2 separate regions of the Sus scrofa genome follow, and region 1 is linked to region 2. The links are chromatin contacts, called in public HiChIP or PLAC-seq maps. All regions are on one chromosome and are shown on one strand. Each heading gives the region's core, a stretch centred on a gene start, on an enhancer-like site or on the middle of the called end of the contact. The rest is flanking DNA. Distances are from core to core; before and after follow the strand shown.

Region 1 (7,029 bases), core at 3,038-5,537, 960 kb after region 2:
CTCATATAATCCCTAGCACATTCTTAAAGGCCCCACCTCCATATACAATCATGGTGGGGGGGACAGTTAGGGCTTCAGCATATGGACTGGGATGGAGTGGGGGGCAAAATTCAGTCTATAAATTAGGTTTAGCAGGTTTGAAGATGGACACAATTGCCTCTTGGTAAACCACAGACCAGACCAGAAAACAAAGCTGTCCATGGGTTTCAGAGGGTGAAAGACCAGCCATGAGGGTCATTGCTTTACAAAAAAAAGAAAGAAAAAAAATGGAGAACGACAGCTAACCCAGTGCAAGTAGAGGAAGAGGCGGGTGATGATGGGAACTTCAACTGTACCCAGTTGATCTGCAGTAGCGGTTTCTTCCTCTCTACTAAATGAGTTGCATCTTGGTACAAACATGGCTTAAAATAATATGTTTAAAAGATTTTACAATAGAGCCCTCCCTTGGCCCTGTGTCCCACCTTCTGCTCTATTTCTGTTCTCTCTCCTCCTCTCCAAACCCCTCCCATACCGTCTGTTTTCTCTCTCAGGTCACAAAGGAGCTGTCCATACTTGCTGTCTCCACACCCGTCTGCACATCTGCCTCTTTGCTTTCCACTCTGACGGGGCATTTTTCCCCACTTGTAACTCCACTGTACATAAATGGTCCTTTTCAAGGTCACTGATTATTTTCATCTTGGTCTATCTTGAATTCTCTTAGGATGTCTACACAACCGATTAGTCTTCTCTTTTAAAAATATTTGAATCTCTAATTCTGTGACACAATTAATCTCTTCTTAAAAAATTTGAATCTTGGAGTTCCTGTCATGGCATAGTGGTTAACGAATCTGACTAGGAACCATGAGGTTGCGGGTTCGGTCCCTGGCCTTGCTCAGTGGATTAAGGATCCGGCGTTGCCGTGAGCTGTGGTGTAGGTTGCAGATGCGGCTTGGATCTGGCGTTGCTGTGGCTCTGGTGTAGGCTGGTGGCTATAGCTCCGATTCGACCCCTAGCCTGGGAACCTCCATATGCTGCGGGAGCGGCCCTAGAAAAAGCAAAAAAAGACAAAAAAAATTTAATCTTTAATTCTGCGACAACTTCTCTCCTGTTTTTATTCCTTACTATCAAATGAGAACTTGGAGTTCCCATGATCCTATTCTTGGCTCTCTCATCATCTTTACTCACATTCTCTCCCTAATACAACTCTCATTCCATCCTATGGCTTCAAAAACCACTTCTACATCGATAATTTTCCCACATCTCTGGGCCAGATCTCTTTTACCACCAAAATCGCATATTTAATGGCTTATCTCACATCTCCACATAGATGCCCTATAGTTTCTCAAAGATAAAGGGACCAACTTAGAATCCTTGTTCCTCCTTCCACCTTCAATCCAGCAAAGCTCTCTTCTTTACAGTCTTTCTGCATTTAGAAGCAGGGCCACAATCTAACCAGTTATGCCTGCCAATGATGTAGGAGTTGCCTAGCTTTCCACTTTTTTCCTAACATTCTACGTTCAGTTCATCAGGGAGTCCTATCTCCAGAATCCATCCTGAATCCTACCTCTTTTACTGGTTCCTTGATACCACTTCCATTGCAGGTACTTGTCTCTACCCTGGGTCAGTCACATGGCTCTGTGTCATCTTCCTGCCACTTCTTGCCAGTATACCCCCTACTGTCCTTCCTCTACAGAGTAGACTTTCTAAAATATAAACTGGATCAAGCCACTCCTCTACTGTAAAATCCCCAGCGGTTTCCATTATTTTTGCATAAAATCTAAATGCTTCCTATGGAATACAAGGTGATCTGATCTCTACTGACTTTTTGATCTCAGGTTTCTTCATTTTCTCCATCATCTACTAGCTTTCAGCCAAACTGGCCTTCTCTCTGTCACTCAAACACACTAAACTGTTCTCTTCTGAAAGCCTTTGCATGTGTGCTTTCTTCCATATGCAACATGCTTTCTCCAAATCCTTGCAGAGTGGACTTCTATTTACTCAGCCATTAATCACAAGCTACCTCCTCAAAGAGGCTACCCCAGATCCCTCTAAAGCCCGGGGTTTACCTACCACTCTGTCTTTCATGTAGCATTTATCAGTACCACCTATTATCATTTTTGTGTATTTATCCATATGTTTTGTTTTCTATCTCCTCACTAGAATGCAATCTCCTTGAGTGCAAGGCTTCTGTAGACCTTACTCACCACTCTATCTGTAATACCTAGAAGAATGACCTGCTATAGGAGACACACAACAAATATCTCTTGTCTAAGGAATAAATGTAAATGACTGCTATGACTGATTGTATCACGTAATTTTTTTCTAAAAGTTGGCAAAATCTTAAGCCAAATAAATTTGATTTTATGGATGGAATTGAAGCATTGGTATGCTGGATGGAGGAGAAAGAGAACAGCAGTAGCTTCCAGCCTGCATCCGTCAGACCACATGAACTTGCCTGGTGTTCTTGCTTCTTGCCTTCACCTTCCTGCCTGGAGGCGTTCCGTCCTGGCAAGTTGATGACCTGACCCTCCCGTGTCAAGCCTGTTCTCCATAAGCTTCTAGGAAACCTTTCTGCCTGCCAACTCCCTGCCACCCTTCTAGATAACTCAGTGGGAATTCTTTTCCCACCAGCCCTCAGAACCAACTATATAATTTGCATGTCCCAAGGCAAAATGAAAATATGAGGATCCTTGTTCAAAATTATGAAGACTTTCAAGATGGGGACAGCAGAGCATTAAGCCAAGCGTGGATCCCTTCTAAGCCCAGGGCCCTGGTGACTGCACAGGTCACATGCCTTTGAAGGCAGTCCCTTAGCTGCTTCTTTTCCATCTGTAGGCCATTTTCTCCCCCACACATCTTCCAACACGCCTGCCCCTGCCCAGCTTCTCCTCAATCCTGACTTCTCTCTCTTGACTCCTATCCCAAACACAACACTAACCCAGTGTGTGAAAGGTAACACACTGCAGTGAAGAGAAAAATGGGCAGAGTGAGCTGGGAGCTTGAAAACTCAGAGAATGAGGGTGGAACACAAAGTCTGGGAGGTAGGAAAATATTTTCTCACATGGCAGCAGGTAACAATCACCCGCAGCTTAAAAATCCCCGGATTCTAACGTGTTGATGTCTTTACAATCCCCCTAATTATTTTTGTTCATAAAAGGGATTAGACCCACAGTGAGAATGGTGCTTTGTAGTAGTTAATTAGCTTGACATTTATTATGGTCACAGATTTCATCTTTTTTATGTTGCCTAGAGGGAAAAAAAAATCTATCTTGTTATTCCAAATTCCCTGAGTCCCTTTTCCTTAATCTGTCCATGAACCGAGCTGTACAAATTTCCACTGTTTCATTGCCTGTTTCATTCCACTGGGAGAGATGCATTTCGAATCTGAGTTCATACATGAGGAATGAAGCACAGCTCTTTGCCAGCAGGCCTGGAATTCAGCCCTTTTCAGTGCATCCAGGACTTGAGCAAAGCTTAGTTAAAACTAAAGAAATGAAGGAAAATATTAGGGCAACCACAGCAAACTGTGTGGGCTCAGACACGTGTGTGCCAGTGTCTTCCCTTCGATGGCTACCTACATCTGATGGGTCAAATGTAGTTTTCTCCTCTTCCCTCCAGGACTTCTTCAAATAACATGTGTCACCACCCACAGGCAGTCAGGTCAGTGGATAAAGTTTTTAGTTCTTTAAAGCTTTCAGTGAATCTCATTTCCATATGAAAAAGAAATAGGCTGCTTCTTCTTTCTTTCTTTTGGGACATTATAGTTGCCTCTCTCCTTTTCCCCTAACTTCCCAGTGATTTTTTTTTTTTTTCTAAACAAAGTCTGACTCTGACCTATTTTGGTGACTTGGATCTCCATGGAGATGCCTGAATTCTTAATTTAAAATATCTTCTGTCCAATTCAAACTACCCATTTACTTGAACAGTGAAAGCAGGCACTGAGCGAGTATTTCTGAGAAGACAAAAAAGCTAGAATGCAAATTATCTGAGGTGACATCAAGAGGCAGCCACTGCCTCTTGGCACCATCTGTTTTTCAATAAACCTTAGTTCTAAAGTGGAAGGAACTATTTCATCCAGCTTTCACCAAGGGCCTATGCCTTTTCTGTGGCTGGATGAATCCCGAAACTAACTTTAAACTGACACCAGGCCTCTGAGCCCTTTCTCTAGCATTCCGTATTACAGAGCTGGTTTACAGTCCAAAGGCACCTCCAAGTCCACAGGAAGCAGTTGCTGCATGAGTCAGTATGGTGTCCCCTGGGTCAATTTAGACCCCATTTGTCACTAAGCAGAAAAAAGTCCGAGCCAAGAATCAGCAAGTAAGAGTAAGCCATTCAAATTAGACAGAGCAGAAGGAGAACATTTCTTGAAAGGCTGCAATAGTAACTCCCTGAACCCATGAGCAGGAATTGGTCCTTATGAGACACTTAGCCAGGCACAAGCTCTGCCCTCCCCCATCTCTATCCCCCCCCCTCTTCCTCTCTCACTCACATACTCAATATCAGTATACACAGTAGGCTAAAGTGTGGACTCTGGAGCTAAACTTTCTGGGTTTGAATCTTAACAAATCTTTGCCTCATTTTTCTTTTCTGTAAAACCATACATAATAACAGTATTTACCTCAGGGTATTGTAAGGATTAAATGAGTTAATGCCCATAAAGTGTTTTGCTCAACACTTTGTATCTATTAAGCTCCCTTCAAACTAAGTTTCCTCTGCTTGTTGATCAGTACTCACAGCTCAAGCACTGAGCAAATATCAGTCCCTGTTCTGATTTTTCTAAGGTCTAAATTCTCTGCTAATTGGCTCTGCTATGCTGAGGGACAATTCCATACCACCCCGAACCCCCACCCCTCCTCCCAGGGAGGGAGCTACTCTTGGTCCAATTGTCTGGATTAAAGGGGAGGGCACTGGGGCCATATTAGCAGGAGCTAATATGTCACTGCATGACAGGTGCTGTTCTAAGAACTAGTCCTTATTAATTCATTACAACTCCACAGCAGTCACTATGAATAGCCTCACTTATAAAGTGAGGGCCTATTAAAATGATGAAATGAAAGTCACAGAAATAATAATGGCAGAACCAGAATTTAAGCACAAGACCCATGGCCTTAAGTAGGTCCTCATATCCTCACTCCTAGTAATGAAGAGGACTCTCAGGAAGGAGGCGTAGACAGACTTAACAAGAAGGGGATTGTAGACAGGGAGGAATGGCTAGCCTTGCTTGTTCAGGAGACTCTTGAGGGAGTACATCTTTGAAGAAGGCAAAGTCTCCATGTTAAATCCTGGCGAGACCTGAAACCTCAGGTAGCAGAATTATTTGACTCTAAGTTGCCATGGACTTGGAGAGAGCTGCTAGAATCATAGAAGATTCAACACTGCATTTTGTTAGGTTCTTAAATACAATTTTCTATAGGCATTTGCAGCATATTCTTGTGAATACATAGGCATGTATTTCTATGAATGTGTTTTTATGAGTAGAGATGTATATAACCCTACGAATATACACATTTACAATTTATATGCATAAATGTCTTATGCTGTGTGGCTATGTACAGTATCATGGGAATTCTTAAACCCAAGTATCACATAAGGTTAAATTTAAAGGGATTAGATCTGACTCATTTATATTCTAGTAAAGATAAAAAATAAAATAACCCTCTAGTCATAGGATTATAGTCTTGATTCTCAGCTTCAGAATCATCCATTGAACTGATAAGAATAGAAAGAGATTTTTGAGTTTTTATAAAGTGACATAGTTCTCTTTTCCTCTTTGGATCTCCAGCCATTTTTATTTTTCTTCTCTTCAAAAAAAGAAATCTTATTTTAATTCCTTTACCTAACTCTTCTCACCCCCCACTGGCATCACACAAATCTACCACTTCTGAAATGCTTCTTTGTTGCAGACACAAACCTTCTCTGTACATAAGAATCAGACACTGAAAAAGCATCTGCAGCTTTTCCAGCCCCAGTGGAAAACTCGAACCCCTGTAAATGGGATCCAGCCATCTCAAAACATCCCAGGAATTTAATGTCTGAAAAGGGTCCAGATTCAATGAACTGTTTTAAACTCCTTCACATTCCATAAGTAAAATGACTGTGTCCTGAAAAGGTTCAGATTAACTTGTTCCAAAAATGTTAGACTGCCACCCATGTTCAAACTGAATTCGCAATGGAGGAAAAACATAAGAAAAGCAGGATGTATGTCTGCCCTTAAGAGTCTTAAAGTTAAGAAGAGGAAGTACAGAAACTGTCCGTCAAGGGAGAACATGTTAGGTAAGGGTCAGGGTAACTATACCTTCTCATTGTCATGTCACACGTTTGAAAACTAGGATTTTTTTTTTTTTTCCCTTGGCCATGCCTGCAGCATGTGGAAGTTCCTGGGCCAGGGATCAAGCCCAGGAAACAAAGGTAACCTGAGCCACAGCAGTGACAATGCCGAGTTTTTAACCACTAGAACCACCAGGGAGTTCCTGAAAACTAGAATTTTTAATGGCTTGATGAAAAGATTCAAAGGAACACTAAAACAAGTTAGCAGTAACTTCAATAACATAGGACAGGAAAAAATGCCTCCCAGTGAGGGGAACACATTCACAGGACAGCATTAGCATTCCTGTCAACCCTTCAGTTTCTGCCGAATGATCAGAAAGCTTTACTGCCCGACCCTGTCCTCTGTGGATAATCGCAGGCAGAGTCCTTGGAGGTTCCAGTGAGGAGGCCGTCTCTCTTTCACGCCTCGACTTTGCTCTGCGCTCTTCGACGTAGGTCTACCATCTTATCTCTTACATTAAATTGGGCCAAACTCTGCACCATATCACACGCGGCCCTTAGCTGAAATACCCCATCCATGCACAGCACTGTACCGTCATATTGCCTCAACTGCAAGGAAATACAAATAATTTACGTCACCTTGGCGCTTTTGTTAGCAGTGGGTGGAATAACCAACTGTCCCAATTTGCCCAGAATTGAGAGGTTTCCTGAAATGCAGCATTTTAGCTGACAAAATGGGAAAGCCTCTCACAATACACAGGAAACTCAACTCAGCCTGGCTCA
Region 2 (6,927 bases), core at 1,097-3,596:
GAGCAGCTTTCTTTATGATAGTGAAAGGGGGAGCAGCCTGGGTGTCTGTGACCAGGGGAATCGATACACAGTGATAGAGTCAAATAATGCAATAATATTACTCAGCCATAAAAAGGACCAAAGTTGGGAGTTCCCATGCGGCTCAGCGGAAACGCATCTGACTAGTATCCATGAGGATGCAGATTCGATCCCTGGCCTTGCTCAGTGAGTTCAGGATCCGGTGTTGCCATGAGCTGGGTGTGGTGTAGGTGGCAGCTGTAGCTCTGATTTGATCTCTGGCCTGGGAACTTCCATATGCTGCGAGTGCGGCCCTAAACCCCCCCACCCCCAAAAAAAGAGGACTGAAAGGATTCAGGCTGTAACCTGATGACTCTTGAAAATTTTATGCTGAGTGAGACAGGGCAGCCATGGGGAGTGTGCTCAGAACGAAGCCATTTGTAGGATATTCTAGAACAGGCGAGACCAATGGGAACAAACCAGGATGCAGCAGTGTGTATGCAGTGGAGGGTGCGTGTGTGCGTTTGGGGGTGAGATGCAAAGAGGCTGGGAGAGAACTGTCCAAAGTGACGGAAAAGTCTCTGCCTCGATGGGGGTTCAGGGCACATGCTTGTGTGGACCTGTCACCCCTCACGTAAGAATTGTGCTTTCTTGTAGGTAATCTCACCTTGAAAAGACTGATCAAGAAATACTGAACCATAGCAAATGATACACATACTGAAATCTCTAGATGAGAGGTCCTGACGTCACTGTGCGTCTCACTTGAGAATTTATCACAAACTGAGATGCACTGGCGGGTGATAGGCAGATGCCTAGAGATGTGAGCTATAAGGCAAACGGAACAGTCTGTTCACACCTGCAGCATGGAGGTGATGGATTTAAGGGCGCTCCCTGTCAGTTCTTTCTCTTCTCCTGTATGTTGGAATATTTTTCAGGAGTTCCCAGTGTGGCTCGGCAGGTTAAGAACCTGACAGAGTGTCCATGAGGATGTGCCTTTGATTCCTGACCTCGCTCCGTGGGTTAAGGATCTGGCGTTGCCACAGCTGTGGCATAGGTCGCAGAGGCGACTCAGATCTGGTGCAGATGTGACTGTGGGGTAGGCCTGCGGCTGCACCTCGACCCCTGGTGCTGGGACTTGCCTATGCTACAGGTGTGGCCTTAAGAAGAAAAAAGGAAGGAGGGAAGGAGGGAAAAAAGGAAAGAGGCAGTTTTTTCAACGTGAATGCTGGGTGGAGAGGGTGTCACTGTCGTTGTGGCTGGCCTGATCCCAGTCCCCAGTCGGTCTGCCCGTCTCCCCAGGAGTTGGAAGTGGACCACGCACTGCCTGTGATGGAGCGGTGAGGACCCTGAGAGGGAGGCGGGGTATAGCTTCCTGAAGACGAATGCATGATCCCCGGGGAGCCAAAGACCAAATGTTCCTTTTCCAAGGCCCCAGGCTTACCCTCGACCCCCATCACTGTGCAGGAAATCCTGTGGGGCCTTGATAAACCTCCTGGCTTTCACGCTGCGTGGAGACGAGGAGGGGCTCCACCTGAGAACTTCGAAGCTCTGTCGAACGAAAGAGTGCTGGCATCTGCCCTCCTGCTTGGCAGACCCCCTTCTGTTCCTTGGAGACTGTCGGGAAATACAGAGTTCCCTTGTGTCAGAGAGCAGGGGATCCCGTTGCAACAGCTTGGGGTGAGGACATCCAAGAGTGAATATTTCCCTGGCCCCTTGCTGCCTGTGCATGGGTCGGCATCAGGCTCATTCCTAGATTTAGGATAGAGCGAGCATTCCAGGGAGTCCCGCTTTGAGACGTCCATCTAGAAATGCATACTCTGACCTCGTCGTCGTGTGAGACAGGAAAAAGTCACCTGTGCCTGTGTCGGATAAACTTGCCTCTTGCCTCCCAAAGGGGCATTGTGGGCCTTGATGAGAGCAGCGTAAATGCCACTGAAGTCTTCCGGAGGATGGGACGGAGGCGCTGGACGTTGAGGGGGTGGTTTTTGTGCAGTGACTCACTCTCTGGCTGCCCTTCCCCTCGGGCAGGGCCCTGCTCTGGCAGCAGGACCTCACGTGCTTCTACCTCAGCATCACGTACAGTGGACCCAAGAATTGCTCATTTGCAGTTTTCCAAAGCACAGAAGAACAAGGCTCCTTCTTCTGCTGATGGAGCTGTGTCACTTTTTCCAAAGACATGGAGGTGGGGGGGGCGGGGGGAAGAGGGTGGAGGGGGCAGGGGTGGGAGCCCAGAAAGACCTCCTCTGTTGAAGATGGCCGTTTTTCTGTCTGAGCGCTGGGGAGGGAGTCTCTCCGCTCCCCCAAGGAAACCCTGCGCGGATGGGCTAGTGGGTTCACACCCTTTTGAACGTTACATCAGCTTGAAGCCGGGAAGTGTTACAGCCAGGAGAGTCCTCGCATTATGAGCTGGCACATCTTACAGGCACGTCGGCGCACACGCCCTCTGTGTCACTGCTGTGCGTGTGACATCGGGAGAGCTTGTGGTCCTTTCCATTGCCTTTAAATTTTCCTGAAACACTTGATGGACTTGAACATTACTTAGATTTTTTTTTTTTTAATTCCCCTCTTTGGCGTCCCGTTTCTGTTGACCTTGGCTGTGACTCTGATCTCGGGTTGAAAGCTAGGGAAGTTGCTTCTAGGGGTTTTCAGAATTTCTGAATATGAAATGCAAGGAAGTTGCATAATGTGGCAGAGTTTCCTCTTCTTGTTGCTTGCATGTTACCCAAAATACAGTAGTTCCTTCTAGAAGCTTAAAGGAATTTGGCAGGTCTCACCCTCGGATGGTCTATTGTGGCCTTGAGAGTCAGTGTTACCCTGATTTGAGGTCAACTTTTTTTTTCTTGAAGTCAAACAACAAAGCTTCCTGAATTATAACTATGGCAACAGTGTTTAGGTAACAGGCAAATCAAAGTCCTGTGGGGGCAGGGAGTAGCCACAACAGAGAGTGGTTTTAACTGTGCCATCGCCGTGCTTGGGCTTAATTCACCAGGCCTGGGGACACGTTCAAGTAATCAGCCTACCTGCTTGCTGGGTGTCTGGGGAACCGACCCTGTCCACGCTCCAGGAGGAGCTGTTTCACCTTTTCCCGAATATTCTTTCCGCTTCATTCGAGATGGCTCACGGCAGGGCAGTGAGTGCCAGCAACACTCCAAGTGGGAAGTGTCGCTGTAAGAATGAGCTGCTCGTCGGGGTCATTATGACCCGATTCTGACCCACGGAGGAACGCTCGGACAGAAGCAGGGCATCCTGGGTCTGAAGCCCCCTGTCCCTCAGTCAGGAGCGCCTCCTCAGACTGAGTGTGTACCCAGCAGGTGTAAGAGGCCGGTGGAGCCCCGCGGAAGCGAGACGCGGAACCGGCCGTCGGGGATTGACGTGGAAATTAGAGATCATGGAGAATGAAAAGCTCTATCCTGAAGTATTAAATTCTATAAAGTAGGCTGCAGAGCAGAGAGGGGGTCTGAGGGAGGTTGCAGCCATTAAGTAAGGTGGGAACTCGGGGACGGGGGGGTAAGGAGAGGAAATGACATCTTGGAGAGCTTTCAGACATGCTGAAGCGCTTTTGAAACCTCCTGGGACTCCCACCAAGTACTATCCCTGAGCACTGCTCTCCCCTAAGCAAACAGGAATGTGCCGGAACCTACTGAAGGCGCCCAGTGGCAAAGGCCATACCCCAGGCGCCCAGGGCCCGCAGCACCCTCCGTCTGGCACCCTTGCCTCAGCCAAGCCCCTTTCCCTTTGTTTGGAATCTGTCCAGCTCTGGTACAGGTGAGAGGACAGGCTCCCAACAATGAAGCCTCAAATGAAGCTGAATGTGTCACCCCCGGATGCCCTGGGCCCTTTTCTGGACGAAACAGGACTTTGTTCTGTGTGCGGGAAGGACAGTCTCTGCCTTAGCGGCCTCTGGGGAGCTCTTAGCTGGCGGTTCTTTTTATCCAGCTCAACTCTGCCTTCCTGGGACTCCACCCTGGCTTTGATCTCCTGCAGACTAGCAGGTCTCCCCCTTCGTCCACGTCCACGTGGCAGCCCTTTGAGTCTTTGAAGACCGACATTGCGGTGTCCTGAAGGCTTCTCTTCTCCAGCCGGAGCTGGGGTTTGGGGACACATGCATCGGGCAGGAGCAAAATGTCTGATGGGTGAGAGCAGAGACAGGATCCAGCAAGAGCGGGGAGAAGGCCAGTGTCAAGGTCAAATGAGAGGGCAGACCCTGACCTTGGGCAGTAGGAAGGGACATGGGTGAGAGGGGCAGGTTCCAGATCCACGGCAGTGCTAGAGCAGGTGGATCTTGGCCCCGGGTGGGTATGTGGGGTAGAAGGAAGGGCACACTCAGGGGTGACGTGAATGCGCTTTCTTCCAGCCTCTGCTTTGCCGCTTCTTTTTCTTTGTTCTTCGCTCTAGAGGGCCCTATGAAGCTTAACTAGGCTTTTCTCTCATGAACTTTTTTTTTTTTTTGTATTTGCCACAACTCTTGGCTGCAAGCAATAGGAACACAATCCTTTACAGGGATGGATATTGTTGGTTCATTCATGGGAAGAGCGGGGGTGACACAGACGCATTTAGGTTAAAGGCTTCAACATGCCATCAGAAGCCCCTCTCCCTGCATATCTGGGCTCCACCTTGGCCTGTTTTCAGGCTCTGCCTTTGCGATGGCAGAGTCAGCCACGGAACCTCTAGGCCTGTATCCTACTGTCCTAGCAAGACGGAAAGGCCTCATCCCCTAGTTGTGATAGAAAGTGTTAAAAGCCAGTCTCGTTGACTGCCTTTGGCCTGGGGCGAATCACATGCACCCTAGGATGCAAAGTCGGGATCCCCCAGGCAAACCTGAAGATGGAATTGGGCTCAGCCTCCCCAGCCCAAGCAGCATGGGCTTGGTGGTAGGGTGGCTCCCAAGGAAACAGGAACATGCATGCCGAGCAGAGGGAGTGGGAGCAGGCGTTCCGAGCCCTTGGCTGCCCCCGTGTTACTGAGGCATCATCCGGGAGGCAAATCTTTGACAGCCAGAGGCACAAAGCAGCAGGCTATGCTGGAACGAATGGAACAGAAAGTGTGTTTTTCTGTCCACCTTCATTGTCTTAGTCATGTTGAGCAGCAGGCAATTATTTCTGTTCACCAGCCTGCTGGCGTGATGGCCAGCAAGGCTTCCAGGGCCCCCAGAGACTGGCCAGTTGGCTTTGGGAGCGCAGTCGTCTGGTCACGTGTGCTGGGCCATTTTCCAGGAGATGGCTTTGTGTTGAGGTGCCTCTGTTGCCTGGAGGGGCCGGGGGAGGGTGTTGCTCAGCACCGTGAGCTGCAGTTACCCCTCTCTGGTGACCCATGGACTCTTAGTGACCTCATGGACTCTTAGCATCGCTTGCTGTCCATGGTCAGGTGTAGAGCTCACATTCCATGGTGAAAATACCCCAGAAAGTAAATGGCTGTGTGAGGGATTTTGGTAGCCTCGCGTTAAGCCGGATAAAGTAAATCTGCTTCATTCTGGCTCATGATTGGAGCTGAATTGCGTATTTCCCTTTTTCTCTAAGGTGGAGATTCCTAGAGAACCTGCCGCTTGTTTGGAAGCATGACACACGCTCACCCAGCAATGACACATCCGGCTTCCTTTTTCTGTCTGGCTGATGCTTCAGTGCGTTGTCCTCATTGCTTCATCATGGGGACTTTTAAAGAAAGTTTTCCATCGCTCTTGTTTCCTCTGCTCACAAAATGTCCATCCAAGTTGATGCGTATTGAGTGGCCTGCTCACTTGCAGTTACTAAACCTCTTTGCATGTAATTCTGCAGGGCAAGAACCAGGCCTTCATGTTTGTTCAGGAGTAAGTCACAGGGAAGAGCCATCAGATATATTTTTATTGGTTTCGCTTTCGAAAGACCTCCCTGAGACAGTAAATGCTGTACCGGGAGCCATGGGGTGGGCGAGCCCGAGGACGCATTGCCAGGTGAGAATTAGAAAAGCAGTAGTGGCCACCTGACATTGTTCCCTGGAGGAAGTCGCCTGGGCTGTGGTGATGAGAGGCATGTTTCTAATGCGAGAAGGAGGAACCAATGCACAGCTCCCAAGCTCTGGCCCTTTGAGTTAAGGCGCATCCTTATCTGCTCCAAGCTCTTCAGATTGGTTTTATCCCCACAGGCTTAAGACTCAAACAGTTCATTCTTTTTTTTTTTCTTTTTTCCTTCATTATGGTTTATTATAGGGTACTGAATATAGTTCCCTGTGCTACATAGTAAGTCCTTGTTGTGTCTCTATGTTATACATAATAGTTTGCATCTGCTAATCCCAAACTCCCATTTTATCCCTCCCCCACCCCCTTTCCCCTTTGGTAACCATAATTCTGTTCTCTATGTCTGTGAGTCTGTTTCTGTTTTATAAATAAGTTCCTTTGGATCGTATTTTAAATTCTACATGTAAGTGACAGCATATGGTGTGTTTCTTTCTCTGACTTGCTTCACTTAGTATGATAACCTTGAGGTCCATCTATGTGGCTGCAAATGGCATTGTTTCATTCTTTTTCCTGGCTGAGTAATATTCCATTGTATTTGCATACCATATCCTTATCTATTCCTCTGTTGATGGAAATTTAGGTCACTTCCATATTTTGGCTATTGTAGATAGTGCTGCTGTGAACCCTGAGGTGCGTGTATCTTTTCAAATGATGGTATTCAGTGATAGTATGTCCAGGAGTGGGATTGCTGGATCATACGGCAACTCTCTTTTTAGTTTTTTAAGGAATCTTCATACTGTTTTCCATGGTGGTTGTACCAGTTTACATTCCCACCATTAATGTAGGAGGGTTCCCTTTTCTCCACACGTCTCCAAAATTTATTGTTTAGAGACTTTTTGGTGATGTCCATTCTGACTGGTGAGAGGCTATACCTCATTTTAGTTTTGATTTGCATTTCTCTAATACTTAGCGATACTGAGCATCTTTTAATGTGCCTGTTG

The links. HiChIP or PLAC-seq counts read pairs in DNA pulled down with a chosen protein or histone mark.
Region 1: a contact with region 2 is called in an H3K27ac HiChIP or PLAC-seq map of skeletal muscle, with 3 times the contacts expected there. The contact joins two enhancer-like sites. A contact is called at or near these places in 1 of 47 Hi-C or Micro-C datasets (subcutaneous adipose tissue) and 1 of 2 datasets of contacts at active chromatin or transcription factors (skeletal muscle).

The regions. Positions count from the first base shown.
Region 1 is chr2:145,514,339-145,521,367 of Sscrofa11.1, forward strand. All of the region lies in intron 2 of LOC110259527 (a long non-coding RNA gene), which reads right to left. Among named protein-coding and RNA genes, the nearest start is that of YIPF5, 150 kb to the right of the region's middle. Within about 2 kb of position 4,288, at least 18 of the 83 cell types and tissues checked have an H3K27ac peak or open chromatin away from gene starts, as enhancers often do. A contact at or near this core is called in skeletal muscle and subcutaneous adipose tissue, where this site is marked.
Region 2 is chr2:144,554,160-144,561,086 of Sscrofa11.1, forward strand. The region is part of intron 11 of ARHGAP26 (rho GTPase-activating protein 26); the gene reads left to right. Among named protein-coding and RNA genes, the nearest start is that of ARHGAP26, 260 kb to the left of the region's middle. Within about 2 kb of position 2,347, at least 28 of the 83 cell types and tissues checked have an H3K27ac peak or open chromatin away from gene starts, as enhancers often do. A contact at or near this core is called in skeletal muscle and subcutaneous adipose tissue, where this site is marked.